4 separate regions of the Sus scrofa genome follow, and all the other regions are linked to region 1. Evidence: chromatin contacts called from public Hi-C and promoter capture Hi-C data. All regions are on one chromosome and are shown on one strand. The core of a region is the stretch at or near the end of the contact, and the rest is flanking DNA. Distances in the headings are between cores, read along the strand shown.

The links. Promoter capture Hi-C pulls out the DNA fragments that hold promoters and counts their contacts. A called contact is a pair of places that touch in the nucleus more often than the background predicts.
Region 2: a Hi-C map of liver shows a contact between it and region 1, with 3 times the contacts expected there. The contact joins the promoter of FARSA here to the promoter of C2H19orf53 in region 1. A contact is called at or near these places in 1 of 5 promoter capture datasets (liver), 3 of 47 Hi-C or Micro-C datasets (heart right ventricle, liver and skeletal muscle) and 1 of 2 datasets of contacts at active chromatin or transcription factors (alveolar macrophages).
Region 3: a contact with region 1 is called in a promoter capture Hi-C map of liver, with 5 times the contacts expected there. The contact joins the promoter of NACC1 here to the promoter of C2H19orf53 in region 1. A contact is called at or near these places in 1 of 5 promoter capture datasets (liver) and 1 of 2 datasets of contacts at active chromatin or transcription factors (alveolar macrophages).
Region 4: a contact with region 1 is called in a Hi-C map of liver, with 7 times the contacts expected there. The contact joins the promoter of IER2 here to the promoter of C2H19orf53 in region 1. A contact is called at or near these places in 1 of 5 promoter capture datasets (liver), 1 of 47 Hi-C or Micro-C datasets (liver) and 1 of 2 datasets of contacts at active chromatin or transcription factors (alveolar macrophages).

Annotation. Positions count from the first base shown.
Region 1 is chr2:65,345,141-65,347,824 of Sscrofa11.1, forward strand. C2H19orf53 (leydig cell tumor 10 kDa protein homolog) reads right to left here and starts at 1,320. Exons shown (of 3, transcript XM_003123347.4): 1 at 1,165-1,320; 2 at 1,032-1,087. The coding sequence starts at 1,261. All of the region lies in intron 1 of LOC110259336 (a long non-coding RNA gene), which reads left to right.
Region 2 is chr2:66,104,049-66,106,732 of Sscrofa11.1, forward strand. FARSA (phenylalanine--tRNA ligase alpha subunit) reads left to right here and starts at 1,345. Exons shown (of 13, transcript XM_003123337.4): 1 at 1,345-1,541. The coding sequence starts at 1,395.
Region 3 is chr2:65,937,461-65,940,144 of Sscrofa11.1, forward strand. NACC1 (nucleus accumbens-associated protein 1) reads right to left here and starts at 1,380. Exons shown (of 6, transcript XM_003123340.6): 1 at 1,196-1,380. It also overlaps a transcript of TRMT1 not described here.
Region 4 is chr2:65,911,153-65,913,836 of Sscrofa11.1, forward strand. It overlaps IER2 (immediate early response gene 2 protein), which reads right to left and starts at 1,339. Exons shown (of 1, transcript XM_003123342.4): 1 at 1-1,339. The coding sequence starts at 133.

The sequences.
Region 1 (2,684 bases), core at 70-2,569:
CTCTTTGTAACTTTACAAGATCAACCCTATCCACCTATAAACAAACAAACAAAAACATTTAAAGACAACCAGGGGGGAGTTCCCTTTGCGGCTCAGAGGTTAATGAACCCACCTAGGATCCGTGAGGATGCAGGTTCGATCCCTGACCTCGCTCAGTGGGTTAGGGTTCCAGTGCTGCCCTGAGCCACGGTGTAGGTTGCAGATGCGGCTCTGATTGTGTATTGCTGTGGCTGAGGCTGGCAGCTGTAGCTCTGATTAGACCTCTAGCCTGGGAACTTCCTAAAAAGAAAAAAAAAAAAAGAGAGAGAGAGAGAGAGAGAAAACAATCACAAAAATGATGTTCATTGGGAGTTCCCATTGTGGCTCAATGGAAATGAACCCAACTAGGATCCATGAAGACTGGGGTTTGATCCCTGGCCTCATTCAGTGGCTTAAGGATCGGGCATTGCCTGCGCTGTGGTATACGTTCAGATGCCGGTGGGATCTTCTGCTGCTGTGGTTGTGGTGTAGGCTGCAGTGGCAGCTCAGATTCTACCCCTAGTCTGGGAACTTCCATATGCTGCAAAAAAACAAAACAAAACAAACAAAAAACACTCCCCAAAACAGCCCTGTGCTCTTCTCAGAGGTTTACTGGTATCCTATGGCAATGAATCCCTACAAGAAAAGTGCTACCACTATGACCATTTCACAGGTAAGAGGCTCAAGGTAAAGAAATAATGGCTGTCAAAGGACCCTCGATGTGCACCCAGCACTGCCTTCCTGCAAAGCTGGGTTTTTTTTTTTCCAACTCGTGTCCCAGGCTGCCTTTCCTCTCGATATCTGTTAAAGAGGACAGTAACAGTGAACGAACGAAAGAAATCAAACTGCGAAAGCAGCTAACCTAAGTTGAACAGTTTTTGCGCGACAGTCCTTACTTTAGAAGGCCCGTTGATTGGTAGATAATTTTTCCGTACGTACTGCACCTAGAAGGAAACTGAGGCTCACAGCACTGGGTATTCTCCACCCTCAGCCCCTCGCAAGCCCGCGCTCACCTTCTTAAGCTTCTGCTGCTGCACGATGCGTGCCTTCTTGGGTGCGATTACGCGACCTGGGGAAGGATGCGCTTTCATAAGGCTGGAGATTCCGGGATCCACCTCCCCCCTCAGCCCCCAGCCCGTTCCTCACCGCCCTTCCTTGGCCCCCGGTTCCGCTCCGAGGCCGCCGCAGCCGTCTTGCTCTTCCCCGGCTTCTGCGCTTGGAATTTGGGCTGCCCCTGCGCCATGCTCAGTCACGAACCGGAATAGGCGGGGCCGTGAGCAGTCGCAGCCGGAAGGCGCTGGGCACGATGGGATACAGTGGGATCGGAGGCGCAATAGCTCATGGGACATTATGTGGCAAAGAATTAAAGGGACAGCTACCCAGATTGGTTAAGTAGATGATCATAGCCCGGGCTTTGCAAAAAAGTAAAGGTTATAGTGATAAGCTAACACTTACTGGGTACTTATTTGTTTTGCAAAACTTACACTATTTTATGCTCTTTATACATAAAATTAAATCTAGGTCCTAAGGGGAGACAAGTGAAGCACTCTGGTGCAAAATTTAAGGTTTCCCAAACTTCAGTAATCGAGATTAAAAAAAAAATTATATATATTTTTGCTTTTCTTTTTTTTTTTAGGGCTGCACCCACCGCACACGGAGGTTCCCAGGCTAGGGTCAAATGGGAGCTACAGTTGCTGGCCTATGCCAGAGCCACAGCAACGCAGGATCCGAGCCCCCTCTGTCACCTATACACCACAGCTCACGGCAATGCCGGATCCTTAACCCACTGAGCAAGGCCAGGGATTGAACCTGCAACCTCGTGGTTCCTACTCAGGTTCGTTAACCACTGCGCCATGACAGGAACTCCAAAATATATATATTTTAAAATTTTATAATGATTTTTATTTTTTCCATTATAGTTGGTTTACAGTGTTCTGTCAATTTTCTACTGTACAGCAAAGTGAGCCAGTCACACATATATGTATACATTCTTTTTTCTCGCATCATCATGCTCCATCCTAAGTGACTAAAAACATTTTTAACATTAAAATATATATATTTTTAAAAGATAAAAAAAAATATATTTTCTTCCTAGGGCTGCACCTGCAGCACATGGAAGTTCCCAGGCTAGGTGTCAAATCAGAGCTGCAGCTGCCGGCCTAAGCCATGGCAAAGCAGAAATCAAGCTGCGTCTGTGACCTACACCACAGCCTGAGGCAATGCCAGATCCTTAACCCACTGAGCAAGGCCAGGGATCAAACCCACATCCTCGATACTAGTCGGGTATCCACTGAGCCACAATGGGGACTCCTAAAAATATACATTTTTTTGTCTTTTTGCTATTTCTTGGGCTGCTCCCATGGCATATGGAGGTTCCCAGGCTAGGGGTTGAATCGGAGCTGTAGCTGCCAGCCTACGCCAGAACCACAGCAACGCGGGATCCGAGCCGCATCTGCGACCTACACCACAGCTCACGGCCACTCCGGATCGTTAGCCCACTGAGCAAGGCCAGGGATCGAACCCGCAACCTCATGGTTCCTAGTCGGATTCATTAACCACTGCGCCATGACGGGAACTCCCCCTAAAAATATTTTAATATTAAAAAAAATCAGGGATTCCTGCCATGGGGCAGTGGGTTAATGATGTGGCTTGTCTCTGTGGAGGCC
Region 2 (2,684 bases), core at 95-2,594, 760 kb after region 1:
CATTTTCCAGGCTCAAATAACAATTATGATGGCTAAATAAGTAAATGCATACTGCTTAAAATAGCACCTAACACACAATCCACACTCAAAAAAAATTTTTTTTTCTTTTTAGGGCCACATCTTCCGCGTTTGGAAGTTCCTAGGCTAGGGGCTGAATCGGAGCTGCAGCTGCCAGCCTACACCACAGCAAGACCAGATCTAAGCTTCATTTGTAAGCTACGCTACATCCTTAACCCACTGAGTGAGGCCAGGGATTGAACCCGCATCTTCATGGATATTAGTTGGCTTGTAACCTGCTGAGCCACAACGGGAACTCTCTGGTATTTTTATATTAAGTGTTGAAATAATAATTCGGACACTTTAGGTTCTGTAAAGTCTTCAAATTAATTTCACCCCTTTTGTTTTTAACATTGCTACAAGGAAGTGTAAGATTACATTTGCATCTCAAATTATATCTCTATAGGTGAGCACTGATCTATGCTACAAATTATTTCCCTGACATAGGTCTTCTCAAAGCATTGGGGCAAAGAGGGGGTGGAGAGGGCAGGCTCTGAGGTGTTTATAATTTCTCACACCATCTCCACCTTGCAGAACCTTAGACAAGGCATATCTCTGTCCAAGCCTCGGTTTTCACATCTGTGAAGTGGAGATTATATTGGTATATATCATACAGTTTTTGGGAAAATGAAATAGCAAACCCGAAGCACTTAGCACTGGCCTGGATGTATGGGATACTGTCCACACAGATTAGCTGCTACCTTGACTCTTAACTGAGTCCTTCTCCCTCTATAAATAGGGTTGGTCCCTATCCAGCCTCCCTTTGAACATTTCAAAGTAGTTGACATCAGCAGGATGATTGTGTCTGGAGCCAGCCCACCACCCACAGCCCTCTTGTGGGTTATAAAAGAATCCCCCAAGGGCACAGTGCTCTGAGGCCCAGAGAGGGGAAAGGTCAAAGTCACGGAGCTTGCTGAAGATGGGGCTGGAAGAAGCTTAAAACAACACTGTGAGGAGCTCCCTGGTGGCCTAGCAGTTAAGGATCCAACATTGTCACTACTGTGGCTCTGGTCACTTGTTGTGGTGCAAGTTCCAGCCCTGGTCCAGGAACTTCTGCTTGCCACAATCGTGGCCAACGCTGACCCCGCCCCCAATGCTGTGAGTCTGTGGTTGACAGCATCGATTTGACCCTTCTGGTCAACCAGACGCCACTAGTCCAGCTAGGTCTGGGCTCCTAACTCGCTCTGGAGTTCAAGTGACACACCCAAGATGGCGGTGTACCGACCCGACGACATGATCCGCCACACACAAGATGGCGACGAACGCTCTGGACGCCGGTTCCGCTTCCGGTTGCCCTGGCCGCCGGCAGGGACACGCCGTGCGCACTGGGAGCAGCCATGGCCGACGGTCCGGTGCCGGAGGTGTTGCTGCGGCGGCTGGAGGCGGCTGATGGCGGCCTGGACAGCGCAGAGGTGGCAGCCCAGCTGGGTTTAGAACACCAGGCTGTGGTGGGTGCCGTGAAGAGCCTGCAGACACTGGGCGAGGTGAGCCGGGCCCTTCAAGCCGGGCCTCCTGGCTTTTGCATCTGCAGTTCCCTTGCCAGGTGTCTCTGCCTCCAGAACAAACTCTGTCAGGCCTGGTTAGGGGTAGTTGTATATGTGTCCAGCCCAGGGTGCGCAGGCGGGGAGTCAGGAATAAATGAGGGCCCGGACGTTCCTACTGCAGTAAATGTCCATTGAGGCTGAGAGGGTGGGTAGTGTGATGGTGGACGAAAAAGACGCAGTTGGTGCCGTCATGGAGATTGCGGTCTAATAGATAAACTCAAGTGACCAGAGTGATGAAGGAGAAATACAGAGAATTCAGAGGTGACAGCTGAGCTGGCCTTGAGGAGCAGGGAGAGCATCCCAAAAGCGGTGATAGCTAAGTCGGGTTTCCGCATTTAGGAGAAAAACCATGGCACTTTAGGAATTGATGGGATGTGGAGGTAGGTGATGAAAAACACCAGCAGAGCCAGAATTTGCAAGGCCTTCTAGGTCTTTATCTCACAGGGGCCATGGCAGGAGCTGGAGCCACTCAGATGTTTGTACTGCCTACATCACTTTGGGGAAGGATTGGCAGGGGTGGGACTGGAGGTGAAGGGACAAAGGCAGAGGCTGCTGCATCCTCAAAGTAGAGAATATGGTCCTCGGTTGAAGGGAGGCAACTGGAATGGAGAAGGGATTCAAGAGAAAGAATGAAATGAGATTCACGACAAGGTAAGGGGAGCACAGCTAAACCCCAGCCTTCCGACTTGGACAAATGAAGGGCGATGGAGCCAGAAAGGAAGGATGCTAAGAGACCTGTCAGCCACCCAGGAGACTGGATCCAAGTGGCTGGGACTGAGAAAACAGATCTGGGCTTTTTATTCATCAGGCTCATAATCAGTGCCACACTCTGGTCTCAGCTTTATTTATGATCCAGTCTTTGATGTAATATTAGGATGATGGCACTATTATCCCCATTTTGCAGATGTGTCAACTTCTAAGCTGTGGTCAGAAACTTGATCAATGTCACTAGAAGGAATAAGCAAATCTGGGTTTGCAATCAGGCACTCAGGCTATAAAGTCTGAGGTTCTCAGTGCAAACAGGAATTGAAGCTATGGTATGTGGGATGACAGCACCTTGATTGAGGTGAAGTTGACATCTGT
Region 3 (2,684 bases), core at 130-2,629, 590 kb after region 1:
TGTGGGGGTACTGTGAGGTCCCAACCCCTAGGCTTGAGGGCCCCAAGGTGGGGAAAGAATCTAAGACCCTAAGGTGTTCAGATAACAGGGGTGGGGGGTGGGGTGTGTGTGTATATGCTGGGCTGCCTCCATGAAGATATACCGGTTAGAGATGTACAAGAGGGTGATAAACAATATGGGCAAGCTAGGTGTTCCAGACTATTTCCCAAGAATCCCACACAAACACCCTCCTGGCAGGCTCAAACTCTGGAACAGCCCGCAGAGGCTTGCCCAAAGGGTAGGTCGGGACCTAGAACCTGATAAATAGAGATGAGAGGTGTGAGAAAGAGTAAACACTTCAGGTTTGACTCCAACTTAACATCTGGCCGACAAAGGGGGGCGCACCTTGGCACGTGCCTTTTGATCACAGTACTTTCTCCGGACCTGCTCCTACACCCCCACAAGCCTACTTAGTCCAAAGGCTCTGCCTCTCCCTCCCAAAGCTCCTACAGTAGTTCCTCAACCTACCTGATCGCCCCCGTATCCGGCCCTCGCCACCCCTCCAACGCTCCCAGCACTAACCTCATGTGACCCCTGCAAACATCTCTGGGATCTCCTAACCGCCCCCACCCGAACTAACTCCGCCCACACCCACCCAGCTCCACTTCCTGGGCTTCTCCCCAGCCGCCCCCAAGCCTGTAACCTGACCCACCTCCTCCGGCGCCCCGACAGTACCTGCAAGCCCGGCCCCTCCCCGCCCCCCTCGGGGCCATTTCCCTCCAGCCAAGCCGCTTTCCCCTCCTCCCCCATTCCGCCGGCCCAAAGACCGACTCCTCCTCCCCCTCCCCCTCCGGCCTCCACGGGCGCCTCTTCACTTTTCCTCCTCCGGCCCTCCCTCCAACTTCCTGGGCCCCTAGCCACCTGCCCCGGCCTGGCCTCACGCCTCTCTGGCCGGGAATAGGGGGAGGTCTGGGCCCGATCCCGACGCCCGCAAGCCCCGCGGTCCCGCGCGGGGCTGAACGCTCGAAGCCGCTCGCGGGGGCCGGGACTCCCCACACACTCGCCGGCTGGGGCATAGTGCAGGCTACTGGCCAGGTTCCTGGTTGGAGGAGGCCCCCATGTCTTCCCTCCCCTCGCCCCTTAGCCAGACCTCGGATGCCCTCGGGCCGCCCAAGCAAGAGGAGGCCGGAACCGGGCCTGGGGCGGGCCGCCTCACCTGCGCCGTGGCCGCGCTCCGGGGGCTCCCGGCAGGCTCCGCAGCGGCGGCTGGGGCCGGGCCTGGGCCCGGGGCGCGCCCCCCTGCGCCGGGGCCTCGGCCTCCGCCTCCGCGGCCTCCGCGGCCTCCGCCTCAGCAGCAGCGGCAGCCGCGGCGGCCATTCATTGTGGGCCAGGCCGCCCCAGCCGAGCGCCGAGCGAGCGCAAGGCGCGCCGCCGCCGCAGCCCGGCCGGGGAGGAGCGGCCTGGCCCCGCCCGCGCACCGCCCCCAAAACCCGCCCCCCCGAGGCTAGGCCAGCCGAGCACCGAGAGCACACCCCTTCTTTTCTCAGTCTCCTCCCTCCGCCCCCTGGACTCAACGCCTGGACCTCGGCCCTGCTGGAGAGTTCCAGTCCCCACCCCGTCACCTTCTAGTCCCACAACCTAAAGCAAGTCGCTTTCCCTTCGGAATTTTAGTTTCCTGTAAAAACGCAAACAATAATGTCTGCTGTTTATTGTGTCAGGCACTGTTTTGTGTTCTTTATGGGATTATCTCGTTTAAACTTCACATTAACATCTTTAGATAGGAGTTATTTTACACACACACACACACACACACACTTTCAAAAAATAAGAAAGCACAGAGAAACGAAGAAACCTCCTCAGGATCACTCAGCAAGGAAGTGGTGGCGGGTTCCAGGATTCAAACCGAGGCTCAAGAAGAGACAATAAAAGTTAATACTTGGAGTTCCCTTGTGGCACAACGTGTTAAGTATCCGGTGTTGTCACTGCAGCGGCCCGGATCAAGTTCAGTCCCTGGGCTGGGAACTTCGACATGCCACAGGCATGGCAGAACAAGTATTTTATGATGCTTATGCGATGCCACGTTCCATTCTAAGCATTTCACTCATTTAATTCTCGTCACAACTCAATAACGAAAGTTTAAAAGTTCTGCCCATTTTGCAAATGTGTAAATATGAGCAGAGAACATTAAGAACAAGTAGCAGGATGAGCTGGGGAATACAGGCCTCTATGCCCTCCTTTCCTACACCACTTAGAACCTACTGAAGGTTTACTATGTGAGAGGGACTACTTTGCACATTTTCCAATGTCGTTTAATTTTTGCTCTATAGGATTCTTCTCTAACAGGTAAGGAAAGTGAGTATAATTTAAATAAAGTGCCAAGAGCATGTGGTAGGACTGAGTTTCAAACGCAGTAAATCTGTTTTCAGAGCCTGAGTTATTCCTGCAGGATGCCCTGAAAATAATGTGCTTAAAACCCAGGAAACAGGAGACGATCAATAGGTGTTGGATTTCCGCTTATCGCCCCTTTTCTGAGCCTCACCCTCCTCATCCGAGAAATGGGGCTAGTGACGTATTCCCTCCCAGGGGAGCCGCAGTGATTGAGGCCACCACACAACACGTTCAGCTCTTTGCGCCGTGCATTTTGATTCCCGCTGCCCACTGTAGGTAGCATCACTGATTGACTGGATTCTGTCACGTGACGTGCC
Region 4 (2,684 bases), core at 89-2,588, 570 kb after region 1:
CCCGGGCGCTACGCATGACCAGCGACAGCTGCAGACTCCGGTGCAACCGTAGGCCACCGCGCTGCATGCGCGAATGGTACATCTTCCAAACGGACAGGGTCATAATGCGTTGCGCCTCTTTCTGCACTTCCATGACGACTCGACGGCGGGACCGAGGTTTGGCGGGGACTCTGGGCTGGGCAGGGGAGGTGGCAGGTGCACTCCAGACTATGCGTTCGTTCACGCCTCTCTCTGCGGAGATACCCACACTGAGAGACTAGTAGGACGCTCTGCCCGGCCGCCCGCCACCCGGGCCCTTTTGTACCCAGTGTGATGTCACGGAGACGCCCCGCCCAATCAGAGAGCCGCATCCGGGCTTTCCGCAGCGCAGCGGGGCTAGAGACTCCTTAAAGGGACAGGGTGGGATTTACCCTGAGATGAAAAGGGACCCGAACTTGTAGAGGGTGAGCGTTCCCCAGTCCAAGCTGACCTCTCCCGGCGGTATCCTTTCTCAGTGGCCCCAGTGCATCCTTGCGCAGGCCCAGTGTAGGGGGGCCGTAGGTGGGGCTCAGGGCCGACCCACGGGTTGCGTCTGTAGAGCCCAGCGAGCTGGCCTTAGCTTGTAAGTTTCCTTTCGCACCTGGGAAGACCCGGGTTCCAGCCGGTACATCCCCCGTGGGAACAGTGCCTAGCATCTACCAGTCTCTTAATTAACGTTTTTTTGTTGTTAATAACGATGCTAGCAACATTTATTAAGCACTTACTATGTGCCACGCGCTAAAGTCTTTCCTTTCATAAATATGTTATTGATCTCTCACCTCCACTCCGCGGAGGGTAGTTATATCTGATTTCTTCAGGTGGGGAAACCTAGACAAGAGTGATTCGTCCAATATTTGCTAAACAAATAAATGGGCTACTGCGGTGAAACGAGACCGTTTGGGCCTCCAGCCCTCTCCATTCCCCTCCGTATGGAAGCGGTAAGAAGGCGGGACACGCTGGTTGCGTTGCCTTAGAGCAAAGATGCCCACTCCACGGGCGGCGGATGTCTGCAGACACAAGTGCAGTCCAGGCTGCCATCTCTGCGCTCCGCAAGAATCACCCTCCCACTTCGTCTGTTTCCCTAGGCACGAAATCCACCGTGGGCGTGGAACTCGTAAGGCGGAGTACCCAGCCGCAACACAACCCGAGTGAGCACGTGGCTGTGGCCCCCCAAACGACGCAGCGGTGCTCCGCCTCTGCTCCCCAGGAGGCGGAGTTGGGGTAGAAGCTGAAAACTGAACAACTCAGAAATAGAGCAGATAGAAAACAGCCGCCCCACCTTCCGCTTCGCACTACAGTTCCAAGGAAACCTAATTCCAGTTACTCAGGAAAAAAAAAAAAAAAAAAAAAAAGCAATACGGTTCGAATAGTTCCATTCATTCGTGGTGCGGGCCCTTTAAGGGAAGGCTCCACCGCCCCCAACTCTTGCGCGAGCCTTCCCGCCAAGAGATCTGCTAGACTTCCACCACTAAATTTGGAAGTAATGACGTAGAGCGTGCGCGTGAGCCGCTTCCGGCTGCCCATATAAGGACAGGAACCCGGATCTCGATACGGGACAGCCACGGGCTTCTTCCGGGCGGGGGTGGTGCCTTAGCCTCCGGACACGCCCCCTCCGCTCTTTCTCTCCCGGCAGCTAGGGCTGGCTGGAGCCCCCGGTTTCCGGAGCGGCGTTCAGCCCGGCCCACAGAGAGGAAGGAGAAAGTTTCGCTTCCTTCCCTCCGGAGACCGGGAAGATGTGACGCCCCTCCAGAAAAGCCCCTGCTGGCGTGTAGGGGCTACCTCACTGTTCACTCTGACGCCGTATCCCAGAGATCTACACAAAGACCTTGCCAACTCAAGCAGCTACTCCCTGAGGACTCTCATTCTGGTCCCCTCCATGGAGATCCTGCCCCTCCCCTTAAAGTGATCCTCCTTTGCACCTCTGGATCACGCTCAGGTCCCCCATCTCCAACTCTGACACATGGGGGGGTCAATTATTCTCTCTTCTAAAAGACTTCTCCCAAAACCGCTCCCATTCAGCGATCCTGCCATATATTACTCGCTGAGAACGTCCTCATCCCCGCTCCCCCACACTCCCAATCCCACGAAACTCCACAACGACATCCCCCGCCCAGGCGCTGTCTCTGACACACAACAGGGGCGACCTTCTGAGGGTTTCTTAAGATAGCCCGCTCCAAGAATCAGGACCCCACTCGGGCAACGGTCCCCCCCACCAATAAAAAAAAAATGCTTTCTCGGAGACCCCACACATAAAGGTTCTGTCGCACAGGCGGCCACCCTGAGTCCCTCTCCAGACATTCCCTGGTCCCACTCCACGCGCAAAGGACTTCATTGCAGGCTATCTTCAGAGTTGCCCCCACCACACTCCCTCCCACGACCCCCAGGTCGCACCCAGAAAGATCCTACCCTCCAGAAGCATTTCCAGGGCCCCCATCCAGGGCCATCCTGCCCCGGGATGCTTCCCTCCTCCGCAGGAAAAAAAGAGGAGGGGTAAATCAAACAGAACTCGTCACAGAATGCCTGCAGTTCACCCTGGCCCCGCGGGAAGGTGGAGAGACCACCCATCCCCATACTGCTCCCCAAACCTGTCACACCTGACCCTGGGCTGGAACCATCTTCCAGGACAGGATCTAGGTGCAGGAGCATCATAAAGATGATCTACTAAT